Linked DNA regions of Gossypium hirsutum: region 2 is linked to region 1. Evidence: chromatin contacts called from public Hi-C data. All regions are on one chromosome and are shown on one strand. The core of a region is the stretch at or near the end of the contact, and the rest is flanking DNA. Distances in the headings are between cores, read along the strand shown.

What was found. Hi-C and Micro-C count contacts between places; a contact is called where the count stands out from the background.
Region 2: a Hi-C map of leaf shows a contact between it and region 1, with 1.6 times the contacts expected there. The contact joins the promoter of LOC107961724 here to the promoter of LOC107961715 in region 1. A contact is called at or near these places in 5 of 34 Hi-C or Micro-C datasets (callus, leaf and petal).

The regions. Positions count from the first base shown.
Region 1 is chrA06:44,280,734-44,288,552 of Gossypium_hirsutum_v2.1, forward strand. It overlaps LOC107961715 (importin-5), which reads left to right and starts at 4,807. Exons shown (of 21, transcript XR_005928778.1): 1 at 4,807-6,259; 2 at 6,509-6,712; 3 at 7,645-7,749.
Region 2 is chrA06:45,102,482-45,110,300 of Gossypium_hirsutum_v2.1, forward strand. It overlaps LOC107961724 (probable cyclic nucleotide-gated ion channel 14), which reads right to left and starts at 4,198. Exons shown (of 7, transcript XM_016897812.2): 1 at 3,713-4,198; 2 at 3,136-3,640; 3 at 1,719-1,931; 4 at 1,334-1,635; 5 at 1,133-1,244; 6 at 800-1,036; 7 at 1-718. The coding sequence starts at 3,741. It overlaps LOC107961727 (serine/arginine-rich splicing factor RSZ22), which reads right to left. Exons shown (of 7, transcript XM_016897814.2): 4 at 7,393-7,615; 5 at 7,194-7,307; 6 at 6,368-6,980; 7 at 5,564-6,248. The coding sequence ends at 6,944.

The DNA of each region.
Region 1 (7,819 bases), core at 3,557-6,056:
TTTGCATGACTACTTTTATCTTTTGAAAATGTTTCAATTTTATCCTTATTTGTGCTCAAGTCAACTTAAGAGCTTTCGTAATCCCGAATAAGACTCAAATTTAATTGTATATTTGAACGTTTATGACATGATTGATTATTTTAAGGATTTATTTATGATTTAATTGATCCGAAATTTTGGAAATGTTGCAAATTAGTCCTAGTTGAATTCTAGGTTGACATTGAAGCATAGTTAAGCTCGTATAAGGCTCAAGAAAAGTTACATTTGGGGATTATGCATTGAATTAACTATTATTATGTGACTCATGTTTAATTTGAATGTTATTTGTGTATTTATGAGGTAATTTCATATTTATTTGAAATAAACAATGTGAATTAAATCTGTTCTGTTTCGACATTATCTGTAGCACTCTGTAGCTCAATTCTGGCGATTAGACCGGGTGAGGGGTGTTACATCCTTTTTGCAAGAATGTCCATTCTCACCCAAATATATATAACTCCTATGCATGGTCTCCCAATCTCTTTTAGCCAATCACCGGTAATTATTATGTCTCCCACTTTAGAACTAGTAGATTCCATATTAACCAAACTAGAAGTGAAACTTAACTATTTACCCGACAATTCCAAAATTCCTAGTCGAGTCCACCAACTCTCTACTTTGCTCAATTAACTCCCAAAGCTCCTTTAAATTCGAGTCCTTAGAGAAATCTGGATGTGAAAATCTAGCTTATTCGGTAGAATTATTTTAACCCTGCACCAGGTCAAGTGGCATGTATATAAGGTTTATTTGGTGAAAATATATATGTAATGAATGGTGATGTTTTGAATGTTGTGTTTATATATATGTCATTTTGGATAATTGTTCAATAATGGCGTAAACTAAAATACGTTTTTGCTTATGTTAGAAATGTTAATTCATTTGATTAATTGACAGACTTATAAAAATAAACCATTTGGGCAAATAATAATAATGTAATAAGAACACGCGACGGAAAGTCATTTGGCGGATAAGCTCGAGTGATCACTTTTTTTACGAATCCTTTTGTTTAAAAGTATTTTTATAAAATTATAAAATATTGAAAGTTAATAATGTTGCTTAAACCTTGATTAGTCTCATAAATGTTTATACCTCTAATGTATATATATGTGTGTGTGTGTATGATTAGAATTAAAATTATGATGACTTTAAAAATAGATTTACTTTATGGCTTTGGATGTGAATGTTTTTGTTCTTTTGTAGCACTCCATAACTTGGGTCCAGAGATCAGGTTAGGCGAGGGGTGTTACAATGAATTTTGGCTTTAGCACCTAGAGAGGATCCCAAAATCAGGTGTATTTACGTTTTGAATAGTTTGGCATGTACTTAACTAGTTGAGTCACTTTTGGTATATCTTTATATTTACATGAATTTCAGTAACAAGTTAGTACTTGTGAATTTAGTAAATAGTGTTATCATATGTTCATAAGTAAGTTATATGAAATGTGATGTGTATTTGTATCTAAATTAATGGTAGTTGCCTCGACAACGAATGTGACACACTACAGCTCAAACTTGACGATTAGATCGTGTTTAGGGTGTTACATGGTGTCACAAGTCAATCGAACATGTGACACCCATACCCGACCCGGTTGTCGGATCCAAGTTACGGGATGCCACATTCGTTACCGGAGCAACTACGATCTCAATTTCAATTTCAGTTCAACAGTTTGTACATGCTATTAAGTTCAATACACAATTATAATGCATTATATAATTGAATCTAGGATTTAAATGAGCTTACGAAAGCTCTTTCGATAAATTGAGATTGGTTAAGGACTAAATGTTGGATCGTGGTACACCCCGTGGCATAGGAGGAAAATTATTCTGGTGATCATCAACCATGGATCCATGTACGAGGAATGAACCAGGTTGAAACAAGGGTCGAAAATATACCTTTTTCGAAACTGGAAAAGCGACGAACAACGTTGTTGATATGATTCCTTTGAACGATGTCGATCCCAAGCTGCAACAGTAACGTTTCGACCTCTACGTAATTCACCCAGTCAAAGTATGAACAACAAAATTCTCTTAAACTTTTTTAGAGAGAAAAATCAAAAATGGCTGTTAGACCTTTAGATATTGTTTTTCTTGGTAACCTTAACACACTAATGGATTATATTCCTTTTATTTTTTTTTGATATCTTTTATTTTCTTTAATATCACATATCAGAAATAAAACGAGATTATTCCCTTATTATTAGAGAAACAAATAGAAAGTTAGAAAAACAAATTATATTATTTCCTAAAGAATATCAACTTTCATGTCCTTCTATATTTTGACCGAAATTAATTATTATAACTATTTATATTAATAATTTTGATAAACTATATATAATTAATATTTTGTTTGAATCAAATTCATATATTAATTTTATCTATGTTCTCTATTTGTGTACAACAAGTTTGTACATATAATGTGCTAAATATTTAACTATCGAATTAAATTAATTCAATAATTAATTTAATTCATGTGACAACTAAATACAATACCAAATGTATTTGGATTCAGTTTGCTTCAACTATAGGGTGTGACCTTGTAGGTTCTTGTAAAGTTAATAATAATATTATAATGTCTCTAATATTATAAACAATGAGTGGCATCTAGTAATGCATCATTGATAACCAAGTTGCAAGAAGTCGTGATTCGACATTACCTTTTTGTGATAATCTTTTCATGTATTATATGCTTTTATCCTTAACATCTAGATTGGACACAAGTGATGAAATTGTCACACTTGTATAGTCCAATATCATCTTTCTTGATATTCTGAGTAGACTACTATAAAAAAATAAGTGTGATATCTTATATCAACTGATTCGAGCATGGCCATGCATTTTTAATCTCACTCCATCAAGAGGCCTAAGATATTACTCGTATTATGTAAGAAGGACAAATCCTATCTTGATCAACCATATTCCTCTACATAGATTGTGACATACCCAACATCAGTCTTTATAGTATAACCTGTTATGGTAGACGTTTGACTGTGTCAAAATATACAACTCACTATGTTGGGACAATGATGATCTCAAGTCTAAGGATCATATACATAATTATCACTATGAGTAATGTTGTGACTATTACATAATAATCCAATAACAATACTCATAGCAAGTCAGTCCAGTATGTTGTTCTCTAACACATACTCGCGTATCAGTTTTGACATCCCTATGTCAATGACAACACTTCATCATTAATCAACTACACATTAGTCTCAATGCATTATCATTGTCCAAGCCCACTATAATACTTGACTAAGGACCTTTTAAGAATAATCATATTATTCTTAGGACTTTATTATTAAATACTTTATTCGTGCATACATAAAAAGAAACTGAAATAATAATGGCAATGCATTATATTAGAAAACAAGGTAAAATGAGTATGTGATTACAATCATCTCATGATTGGTCTTTGGGCATACTCTAACACTAAAATGCAACAATTTTAAAACTATCGAGTTGATGTCATGACATCGAAGGTCCATAGTTGTGATGTCACTCTCTGTTGATTTTTCATCGTGACGTCACCTACTGCTTTCATAACTTCCTTGAACATAAAATCACAACAACTCTGTAATATGAACATTAACATATTTACATTATTTTAAACCTTATGCTACTTACATATATATATATATATATCATATACAACTCATGTATCATATATCAAACTAACCATGATATCTAAAACACCAAATCAACAATTTACTACTTAAAACCGACTCAATTTTGGGTACATGCCACATATTGAAGCATAAAGAAACTATACAAACTTTGCTAAGATGAGAGTTGCGGTTTGAATGCTGGATCACTCCTCGAGTCTTTGAGATCTATTAGTACCTATGCATAGAATAAACAAACCGTACGTTAAGCGATAAAGCTCAGTGGTACTTTTATGTTTCAAATCAACATAGCATGTTAGACTTACACTAAAATCATGAATTAGTTTTCAACAATAACAATTTTCAATTCATGTCAAATCTATCCAAAATGCATACCTTATGCTAATTGATAAATTCATATTAGCATAGAATACCAAGTTTCCTATCATTGCAATAATTCAATTATATGCCAATGCATTTCACCAAGTCAATTCATTTTCACATTTCCTTCTTGAATCATTTGTTTTGTGTCATTTTTAGACAAGCCTTTAAAGCTCGTATAATCGGTTTGTATAATCTTTCACATGCTGTCAGTTATCATATTTCATATGCATACAAAATATTCCATTTTCAAATGATTGTTCATATCAACCATCATTACAAGTTCATGTTTTATAATCATTATTAACCGAAAACAAATTCAAAACGGATGCACAAATTATTTGACCATCACACTAATCTATAATGATTTAAAACTTATCATAATTTACAGTTACAATTTCCCCTTAACAGTTCTTAATATTTAAAAATAATATATGTTTTTATATCAAAATTATTTCTCGTATCAAATCTTAATTTCGAAAATTATTAGAACGTATTAAAAAATTCTATTAAATGCCAATGACGAGGAAATATTAAAACCGATGAGAAATTATCGAAATTTTTGAAGAATTACAAAAATTATAAAGCTATACCAATTATTACTAGAGAATACCAAAAAAATATGAAAATATATCAATTTTAACTTGTACCTTGTTGAATGGGTAAAATCCGTCCTAAGTTTTTTTTTTCCAAAGCTCACAGCAGACATCCCGTTAGTGGTTTAGTAGGATTGTAGGAGTAAGTATTTTATTTTTCCCTCCAAAAATGAAAAAAGAAAAGAAGAAAGGAAGTGGGTACTCACATTAATAATCATGACACGTAAAATTACAGCTAATCCAGCCCCCTTTTTTTTCTTGTCAGCCCTAGTTTTCTCTCTCTTAAAATCCCTTATTTTCCCCCACACTCCCACTCAAGAAGACGCCCAACAAAACACAGAGCAAAAGCATTAACGAAGAGGTGACAAAGGAATCAATTTCATCATTTTCTCCGTCTCCGTTTCCTCCTCCTTCTCCTTCGCCGCCATGGACCAGCAATCGCAGCTCGCCCTCATCCTAGGACCTGACCCGATTCCATTTGAAACCCTAGTCTCCCACTTGATGTCATCATCAAACGAACAACGTTCTCACGCTGAGGCCTTGTTTAATCTATGCAAGCAATCGGACCCTGACGCCCTCTGCCTTCGCCTCGCCCACCTTCTCCAAGTCTGCACTCAGCCCGAGACTCGCGCCATGGCAGCTATTCTCCTCCGTAAGTTGTTGACGCGTGACGACTCCTATATCTGGCCTCGCCTCAACATTTCTACACAGTCTTCCCTCAAATCCGTGATTCTGTCTCAAATCCAAGTGGAAACCACCAAAAATTTATCTAAAAAGCTGTGCGATACTGTTGCGGAGCTTGCTTCCAGTATTTTGCCGGAGAATGGGTGGCCAGAGCTCTTGCCGTTTATGTTTCAGTGTGTCTCTTCGGATTCCCCTAAATTACAGGAGTCTGCTTTTTTGATATTTGCGCAGCTGAGTCAATATATTGGGGATGTGTTGACTCCTTTTATAAAGGATCTACACACTGTGTTCTTGAGGTGCCTGAGTGAAAGTTCTAATGCCGATGTCAAAATTGCTGCGTTGAATGCGGTCATCAACTTTATTCAATGTTTGACCAGCTCATCCGATCGGGATAGGTTTCAGGATCTTTTGCCAGCAATGATGAGGACCTTGACAGAGGCTTTAAATAACGGGAATGAGGCCACTGCTCAGGAGGCACTTGAGTTGTTGATCGAGTTGGCAGGTACCGAGCCACGGTTTCTTAGGAGGCAGCTTGTTGATGTAGTGGGTTCGATGCTGCAGATTGCAGAGGCAGAATCTCTTGAGGAAGGGACACGTCATTTGGCGATTGAATTTGTGGTGACTTTGGCGGAAGCAAGGGAGCGTGCTCCTGGAATGATGCGGAAGTTGCCGCAATTTATTAGTAGGTTATTTGCAATATTGATGAGAATGCTGTTAGATATTGAGGATGATGCAGCATGGCACACAGCAGAATCTGAGGATGAGGATGCTGGAGAGACCAGCAATTACAGTGTCGGACAGGAGTGTTTGGATCGTTTGGCAATTTCCTTAGGTGGGAACACAATTGTTCCTGTTGCATCTGAGCAGTTGCCTGCTTATTTGGCTGCTTCTGAGTGGCAAAAGCATCATGCTGCACTAATTGCCCTTGCTCAGATTGCTGAGGGGTGTGCCAAGGTACACTTATTAATCATCGTTTGTTAATGTGGTTATTCAGTTTGGTTTATGGTGTTGTAAGTTTACTAACAATGGGGTGGAATTCTGTCTAGTGCATGTGGATTCAAACATATTTTTTTATAGCCTAATGGCATGGCTAATTCAGCTTTGAAAGGAAAAAATGCCTTATGTTTCATGGTTGAGTAAAAAATTAGGAAGATGTTTATTTTCTTTTTCTTTTTTTAAATTTATTTGTTGCTGTACTTGCAGGTTATGATTAAAAATCTGGAACAAGTGGTTTCCATGGTTTTGAACTCATTTCATGATTCTCATCCTCGTGTAAGGTGGGCAGCTATTAATGCAATTGGGCAATTGTCTACCGACTTAGGACCAGATTTGCAAAACCAATATCACCAAAGAGTATTGCCTGCATTAGCTGGCGCTATGGATGATTTTCAGAATCCACGAGTACAGGTTAGTCCGAGATATATAATTTTGCTTTCATGATTCTAGATTATAATTTTGAAAGTATGTAAATATTTTTTTTACTTTGTGATGTGGATGCTTATGTAATCTTCAATCTTTAAGTAGAGAGAAACAAGCTGAAATTCGCTGTAGGCTGGTGACATAATTCACTAATATGCATTGCACTTTAGATAGAGTATTTTATTCATCCTATCTTTATCTCTGTTTTTGTGGTATAATCAGCACTCCCTTCTCTCCCCTGAACCCAACAACATTCAATTCCTTTCCAATAATGACCTGATTCTTAAGTTGTCTGTGGATATGCCTGGTGTTGTTCTGGTTGTGTGGCTTGCTTTAGGTAAAATATATCCGAGTGTATATGTTCTTATTTGGTTATATCGGTATCTTTGTAGTTGACAAATTTCATATTATATAATAAGAATTAACATGTTTTTTCCAGTTTGGAACATTTCAACTGGTTACTATCGAATTATTTTATCACTCATCAGAGTTCACTGGTGGTTGTTATCTAAATTTTCTAACACTCACTGATTTCTTAAATAATGGGAATAGTTTTTAAATTTCGTTATACAATTCTATGTCTACCTATTCTTGAAAGATGAAACAGAACTTGGATGTTAACTGTTGCTAGCTTCTTTACTGTAAGAGCCTCATAACTGGTTGTGAAGGTGTAATCTCCTGAATATTTTGTGGATAATGGAGAAAAAACCATCTTCAAGTCTTCACGTAGATGTGGATTTATTGATAGTTCCACTGTCCCAGTTTATAGATGGATAGAATATGCCTACTTACATGTAGTTGAACGAGCTTATTCTCTTTGTGTAAAAGTTTAATATTCTTATTCTATGTCCCTTTTTTTTACCTCAACATTTTACTGTATAATATGAATAACTCTTTTGTCATGTAATTTGTCTGAACAGGCCCATGCTGCGTCAGCTGTACTCAACTTTAGTGAGAACTGCACTCCAGAAATTTTAACACCTTACTTGGATGGAATAGTCAGCAAATTGCTTGTACTTTTACAGGTATGACAAGTGAGTTAAATGCTAATCCATCAATTCACTTTATTTTAGATTATTGTTTTTTGTCTAATAT
Region 2 (7,819 bases), core at 2,948-5,447, 820 kb after region 1:
GCTCGGCTGAGAAGTCTGGCTCGTCGGGCTTTTGCAACTTAGGCATTTCAACATCCTTCACCTTCTGAGCTCCACGCCGGGTATTTGCTGCAAACCTCGAAGCTAGTATTGTGACACCTAAGTTCTGTTTTACTTGGGAAGAATTCGAAGATGCAAGACTGTGTTCTTTCTTTCGTTCTGTTTCATTGGCAGCTTGTTCATCAGGAGGATACGAGAAAGACTCTGTCGTGCTGAGACTCCTCATCACCATCCTCTTCTTGTGTCGACGCCAAGCTGCTTGAATGAAGCAGGCACCCCATGTCCTCCAATGGTAAGAATGATAGCGGAAGGTATGCTGAAGCTTCTTACTATGAAGACGTCGAAACTGATTGGCCACGAATTTGAGATCTTCTGCTCTTAATGCAAATGCCTCTACTTCAACCAGGGCTCTTACTGTTCTAGTGGATGAAGGTAAGTTCAGAGAGGATTTTGGAAGCAATGCCCATGAAAGTAGCTCCTCGCCGCAGAAATCACCTGGTCTCAGATTAATTGAATTGAAGAAACCTGTCCGGCCTCCATTTGTGGTAGAACTCTCTAGCCTCCCTCTGATAATAAAAAGCATCTCGGTGACAGGGTCACCTTCCCGAACAATGTAGGTTCCTTGAGTACTTAAGGAGGATACTAAGCGCTCACATATGGCATCTAGTAGCTGATCATCCATCTCTGAGAAAAAGGGGACCTATATGCATATGGGGAAAAATCATGTGGGAATTCAGACCTATAGGACAAAATCTGAATGGAAGTAGCATGAAGAACTTACACGCCGAACAAGGTCCAAGCATAGATGGCGTTGGATGTCTCGGCGGAGATCTGGAGGTAAAGCACGTAAGATTGATTCTTCATCCACACCTCGAGTTGCAAGCCACTTGTACTGAACAAAACGCTGAACGCGCTCTCGAAGATCTTGCGGGAGTTGGCGATGTCTCATCCACTCCTCGGTGTCCCGCCGTTTAAGCCTCCACTCCTCCAGTCTCACGGTGATGGATTGTAAGTAGGTCTGCATAACATGATAAACAACGTTATTGAATATATGACCAAAGCCTATGCATGTTATAAGAAATAAGAATTATATGTTAGGGCTTAAGACAAATACCTGCATGTTTCCAATTAAATGGGCAAACAAAACCAAACCCAAGATAGCAATCAGTATGGCAAACAGGGTTTCCCCCATAAATGTGCTTGTATCTAAATTCTGTCCATAAGAGCTGAAAATTCAGAAACCAGAGTTGTTTCATCAAAAAGTTCCACAATAAATCTAAATTATGTTTTATGAATGTTCATGATGCATGCATACCTCAAATTCTGCAAACCCCACCACAGACAATAGAAATACTTCCGGTGGAAGCCCGAGGAGAATACTTTCTTCGTCAACGCATTCTCGAAAATCCCATAGTCAAAACTAATATCATTATTGGGATCACATTTACCAAACACCACAGTACTGTTTTCCCATTTATGGCGACTGGCATCATTCAATGTGCCGCAATCGAGGTAACGAGGATCACATCGCACAGGGCTAGTCTCATTTCTGCATTCAGTTTTCAAACAGGATGCATGTCGCTCGAATGACAGTAAATACCACGACGCCCCCAGTACCTGCAAGAAGCGAAGCCGAACAATCAATCAAAATGGGAACAATGATAGCCACAGACGAGATTGGGGTATGAAATTTTACATACATGGCTAGCTAACATGTAAAGTAAGAGATTGTATGCAGCACCAGCCCAGGCAGTCTTTGTGACAACACCAGTGGCTTTGATAATCTGAGAGCTTAAAGGGAAAATTAAATACAATCTGGGAACATATTGGAGCAGCACAATCAGCACAAGTGCATTATTAGTATAATCAGCATGGGAGCTTCTAATTGCTGGTATAATGAACCATATCACAATCTGCGAACAAAAGTAAAAAGAAAAAAAAAATATTAAATCAGTTTTAGCTTGAGCAAAATATCTTTCCTTAAACCAAAGAAAAAACTTCTATCACTTTTTCATCATTTATCAAAAACCCATTTAGTAAACTATCAAAATAATCACTTTTATTTTTTTTAAATTATATTTTAGTCTCTAATATTTAAAATGTTAAGTTTTAGTCACTTATGTTAACGTGTTGTAACATTTTAGTCACTGAGTCTTTAATTGTTGTTAACGGGATAACGATAAATTGATGTGACACGTTAAATTACCATTACAAAAAAAAACTAAGTTAAATTATACAATTAGTCCTTATATTTTTTTTAGTTTGAAATAATGATTTAACGTGTTACATCTGCTTACCATTACACCGTTAACGACAATTAACGCCCAGTGACTAAAATGTTATAACACGGTAACATAGATGACTAAAATGTAATATTTCAAATATAAGTAATTAAAATATAACCCGATAAAAAAGTGACTATTTCGGCGATTTATGCTTACTAAATATTGAACCTTGTGAAAGAAAATTATTAGAAAGGAGATCTATTTGAGAGAAAATTTTAAAGTATTGTGTATTGAGAATCGACAGATCTTTTAGTGGATTGGTATTGATCCCCTAACTCTATGAGAGACCGTGTGCCTTAAAAAGCTACCCGAAAAATATTGTGGGTTCAATAAAGCGGAAATGACTCGTTGGATGCTTGTGACATGGTCACCACCATAGAAATCTCAAAATTTGCACTTGGAAGGGTTAAAGGTTGGAAGGGTTAAGGTTCCCTATAAGGCATTGTTGGATAACAACACAACCACTGGACCTACTTGCACACATACATGGTCTACCTTCTTAGCCACCTGACGAAAATCTCTCGCTCTGTTTGACCTCGCCGTCTTTAGGCACTTAGGTTCTCAGAGTTGAGAGATAAAATCCCCCGACGTAAATAATACTGGCCAATTGAAGGATGTTTCGACTTTCAACACATGACAGTTAAAAGACCTCCCCGAAAGAAATCAGCATTCTCTCAACAACCGCATAAAAACATATCTAGATTCCAGTGGTTGCTTGCAGCATTTACATCAGTCTCAGCTACCAAAAACGCCATCAACATCACTTGCAAATTAAACAATTCAAAAAAGGCCCTTCATTTGATTAAATAGGGACATTTACAGAATGAAGTACCTGAGGAAGAGGTAGAGCAGCCACAAGATCTATGAAGAAATCCGATCTCAAATACCTTTTAGCAATCAAATCTGGGTGAGTAACAAGTTCACCCCTACCAAATACCCTTGAGGTAGGCGACACATAAGCCGTTCGGAACTTGATGAATATATGCAACACGTAAAATGCATCGGCAAGTGTACGGAAACAAGTTACAACGATTCCCAGATTCAAATCAGTTTCCAAACAAGAGGTGGTGTCTTTTTTTATCAATGAAGGCAGGTAGAAAAACAATGGGTCGACGAAGAGAGCCACTAAGCACCAAAAGAGAAAAATCCTGTTCCACTGCAAGTAAATTTCAGTACCAGGATCTAGAATCCTTTCCCTCCATGGCTCGTGATCCTCTGGAAAAAGAACCTTTGACTTTCCATATTTGGAAACTCCTTCGGTTTTCAATAAAGGGACGGTTGCTTTGAATACGGGCAGTGGCGGCTTCTCCGTACGTGCTGTGCCATTGTTGTTGAACCTGAGAATTCGAAAAAGGATCCATCAATGGAAATTTGAAGAAAAATGAGGAGAGGTGGGTTGCTAAGATTACCTCACTAGCTTCTCTGTTTTGAACTCCATCCTTTTTTGTGAAATTGGTCATAAAAGTAAAGTGTGCAGAGAAATGGGTGCAGCTTTACTGCAACAAAAATTATATTGAAAATCCATCATAAAGGAAGTGGAAGTGCTTAGAAAAAAAGAAGTAAACAAGATAGATCTTTCATTGCCTCCTCGTATCGACCAACATAGTGAAAATACCAACAAAAAGGTCGTTTTCTTTTTGCAAATGAAAAGAAGAGAGGAAGAAGGATATTGACGTAATCGGATGCAAGATTTTTGGAGGACTGAAAGAGAAGAAAGAGAGGAAAAAAGGAAAGCAAATCCCAAAACTAGGAATTTCAATAAAGAAATACTAGTGAAAGCAAAATGAAGGAAGAACAGCTCAGAGTGTTTTTTTTTTTTAACTAGTTTGTGTTGTTGGGAGAAATTAAAAAGAGGATTCAATGTGAAAAAACACACGAAATACCATTGACTTTGGAGATTGGAGGCGATCAAACAATATTTATATTTTCATTGATTCCCTTCGATTGTTTATATAATAATTTAATTTATTATTATACCCAACATTTAGTAAAACCATTTTTTATATTATTGATAATTGGAAGATAATTGAAAATTTAATAACAATTTTGATGACAGGGTTGTTGCCGGCTCTCTGTTTTGTGTTTGTAATAAAAACAGGCGGGATCCCGATTCTTTATTGGACGTTTAGATCCCACAGTTGAGTGGTCCTTGCCACATCGGCAGTGATGGAGCCGTAGAAGTCTACCACTATTTTAGATTCCCTCCTAATTTCATGTTCATACTTTTACCTCACCTAATTCAAATCTAAATGCTATTTTAATTTTAATTTTAATTTTAATTTTAAAACATTAAAATTTATCTAAAAGTTCATTTAAAAGATATTAATTATTTTTTATTTACTTGAAATTTTATTTTTTTAATATCTAAAAAAAAATAAAACAGAACTCGTTTCTCCAAAAGGAATAAAAAAATTAAAAAGGACAACTTAAAAAACTCAAATAATTCAGGCGTTTTCAGTGGTAAGTCTCACCAATTAAAAGTTGAGATTAAATTTTTTGTTTTAATTTACATATTTTTTTTTAAAAAAAATTCATAATGCTATTAACCAGTTTAAATGACATCAGATTAAAAGGACTACAATTGATAATTAGTGATAACAAAGTTCTAAAGAATATTTTTTTCTTTCAAACAGCTGGCTATGCAGCAATTAGTTAATTTTTTATTGGGAAGGGCTTACTTCTAATATCAACAACTATTCAATTTCTTCTTTTAAAACGAAAAACCCTTCAAATTTAATTTCTTTCAATACCTTTTCAGGCTTCACAAACCACTGTAACTAAAATTTAATAATGTTTACAGATATCGCCATGAAAAATAAGTCAAAAATCTTGGACAGCTGGTACACCCTAATCTCATCTGACAAACAAAAAATTGACATCAAAAGGATACTTTGAAACCAAATCATTACCCTTTTTTCTAAATCACTTTTCAAATTATCAATTAAGCCACTTGTCAGATGTAAAATAAAAAACCGTAATCACCGGTGTACCAATATACATATAAATATCATAGATGGACCAAATTCAGTATCCATAATGGAGGCTGACACACATACAAACACACTACGTTCATATTTCTTCCAACAAACCAAAAATTCAAGCAAATCACACAATAGAGAATATGTTCTATGGAGATTTTAAATTATAAATTGGTTCACCATGAACATAGCAGCAGTCATACTTCTAACCATGCATAGAAAAAACTTAATCACCGGGAACAAATGGAAGTGCATCTATCTGACTTGCATTGCAACATTGCATACAATAATTTCAGAAATTAAATTAAACTCATGAACAATGAATTTGTTGGACTTTTTATCATTCCAACTGTTTATAAAACAAAACAACACCCAATCTAACATGACCTCACTCTTAAATATCTGACATGAAAACTTTGTCCCTAAGTCTTGTTTCAGAGTTAACCAGAGGGCCAAAAACATGATTGGGACATTTGAGCAACATTAGCATCTCGTATACAGCAAAAAAAATTCATGACGCCAAATGATGATTAGTCTTCCTATTCAAAGATGGTAAACAGCTAGACAAGAAACCAACCTATTTTGGTAGGTTAAATATCATCCAGTCACACCAAAGATAACAGGCCAGTCACTTCACCTATGCTTGTTTTGCAGCCTACCAAGGGACCCAAAGATATATAGCAAGGTCGGCGAATCATGATTAACTTGTGAGGATATTGTGACTTTGTTCGAGATCATCAAGTTCTGCAACTAAGAGTCAACCATCCCAGAACGCTCCCGAATTTATGTACCGCCAAAGACACGCAAAAAACTCAAAATATTCGAAAGAAAAATATCAAGCACACACTTTTTGTCAAGCATAATCATCTGGAACTAGATGCAGACACTAGGAAGAAAAGTGAGTACAGCTTCCCAACTTTCCAACCCAACAGAAGTAGAAGACTCCAAATTTATTCTTGCTTGTCAGCTGAATGACCACAAACATGTTGAAGAAAAACAGTAAGCAAAATATCCTTGCATCTTTCAAAATATTTTACCGTCATGTTTTCTAAAAAGTTTGCACAAAAAATAAGGTCTGTAAATTACCAATCCCACTCTTGTAAGGACCCTAAAACATCAACTTCTGTAGAACAGATATAGTACCTGCCAGAAGCAGCGTTTGAGGCAGCTCCCTCAATCCTTTTAAGATAAAGTAAGTAAAGCCACTAGAGTTTGACGAAGGTTCATCACAGCAGGAGAGATTCATTCAAACAGTAGCAACTACAGATGATGACAAATGGGACCCACAATGATCAAATATTGAAGATCCCATAGACGGGCAGCAAAGAAGCAAATCCCAGACGTGTAGAAGCAGAAAAGTAACGAGGCAGACCCAGAAGACACCTCAACACAAAAGAAAAGCATGAACTTTTTAGCAGAATTTCTTTAATGATTTCTCAATAAAATTATAGAGGTCATTTTAAGTTTCCCCCCCTACGCATAAAAAAGTACTTAGCATAGATAAAGCAAATAAAACCATCATAGAAATAAGGAAAAACAGAAAGTAACTTAACCAAATCCAAGATGCTGCGGGCGTTGCCCAATTAAAACAGTAGCACTGAAGTCAACAAACTAAACAAACTTAATCAGTCCCTTCACATAAGAGTTACATCCTTGCAGCACTTAACTCCTGCTCCGTCGGCGTTCCCTTGCACCATTTCTACACCAAATTCAGTAGCAATCTTTCATGCACATATCATAATCCAAACAGTACAACAAAAAATTAAACTAGGATGAACAAAGCTGTGAGCGTGATCAAATCAGATGCGTAACCAAAATTTAACTAGTTTGATACACTTGCTCATTATTGATCAAAAAGACAACTTTAAAAAAAGCCTTTCCAGCTACTAGCATAAAGTTCAAGGAAGTTCACCCATTAGCATATGGCAATTCCTCACGACCACGGTATGGTGGAGACCTGCTGTAGCTACGCCCACGAGGAGAGGGACTGCGACGCCTAGGGGATCGTCCACGAGGACTGTAACTTCTGTTTGGAATTAAAAAGTGTCATTCGATTGTAAAACTTCAATCAATCATGAGTAGAAGGCAATGTTTTGCTTAGGAGGCCTTACCTGCGCCCATAGCTTGGGCTCCTACGATATCTAGGGCTGCGGCTGCGACGTCTTCCAGAACCACCACGTGTACGACATTCTCGAGCAAAATGACCGGCCTCACCACACTCGTAGCACTTCAAATCAGAACCACCCGACCGTCCCCGACCACCTCCACCTCCGCCTCCACGTCCACCTCTGCCTCTAGAATTATGAGAAAGCTCAACTCTCCAGCCATTCTTGCCTAAATCCAAATATGTGACTTATAAAACTAGTATAGGATGTGAATCTCAAATGATAACCGTATGCTTGTTAAAAGATGCCATTAAGAAAACGAAAATCAGAAACTAGCAACTGGATGGATGAATGAGATAAAACTACCAACAAGTTTTACAGAATTTTGAATTAATATATAAAACTAAACTGGAGAAATGTCAAACATAACACA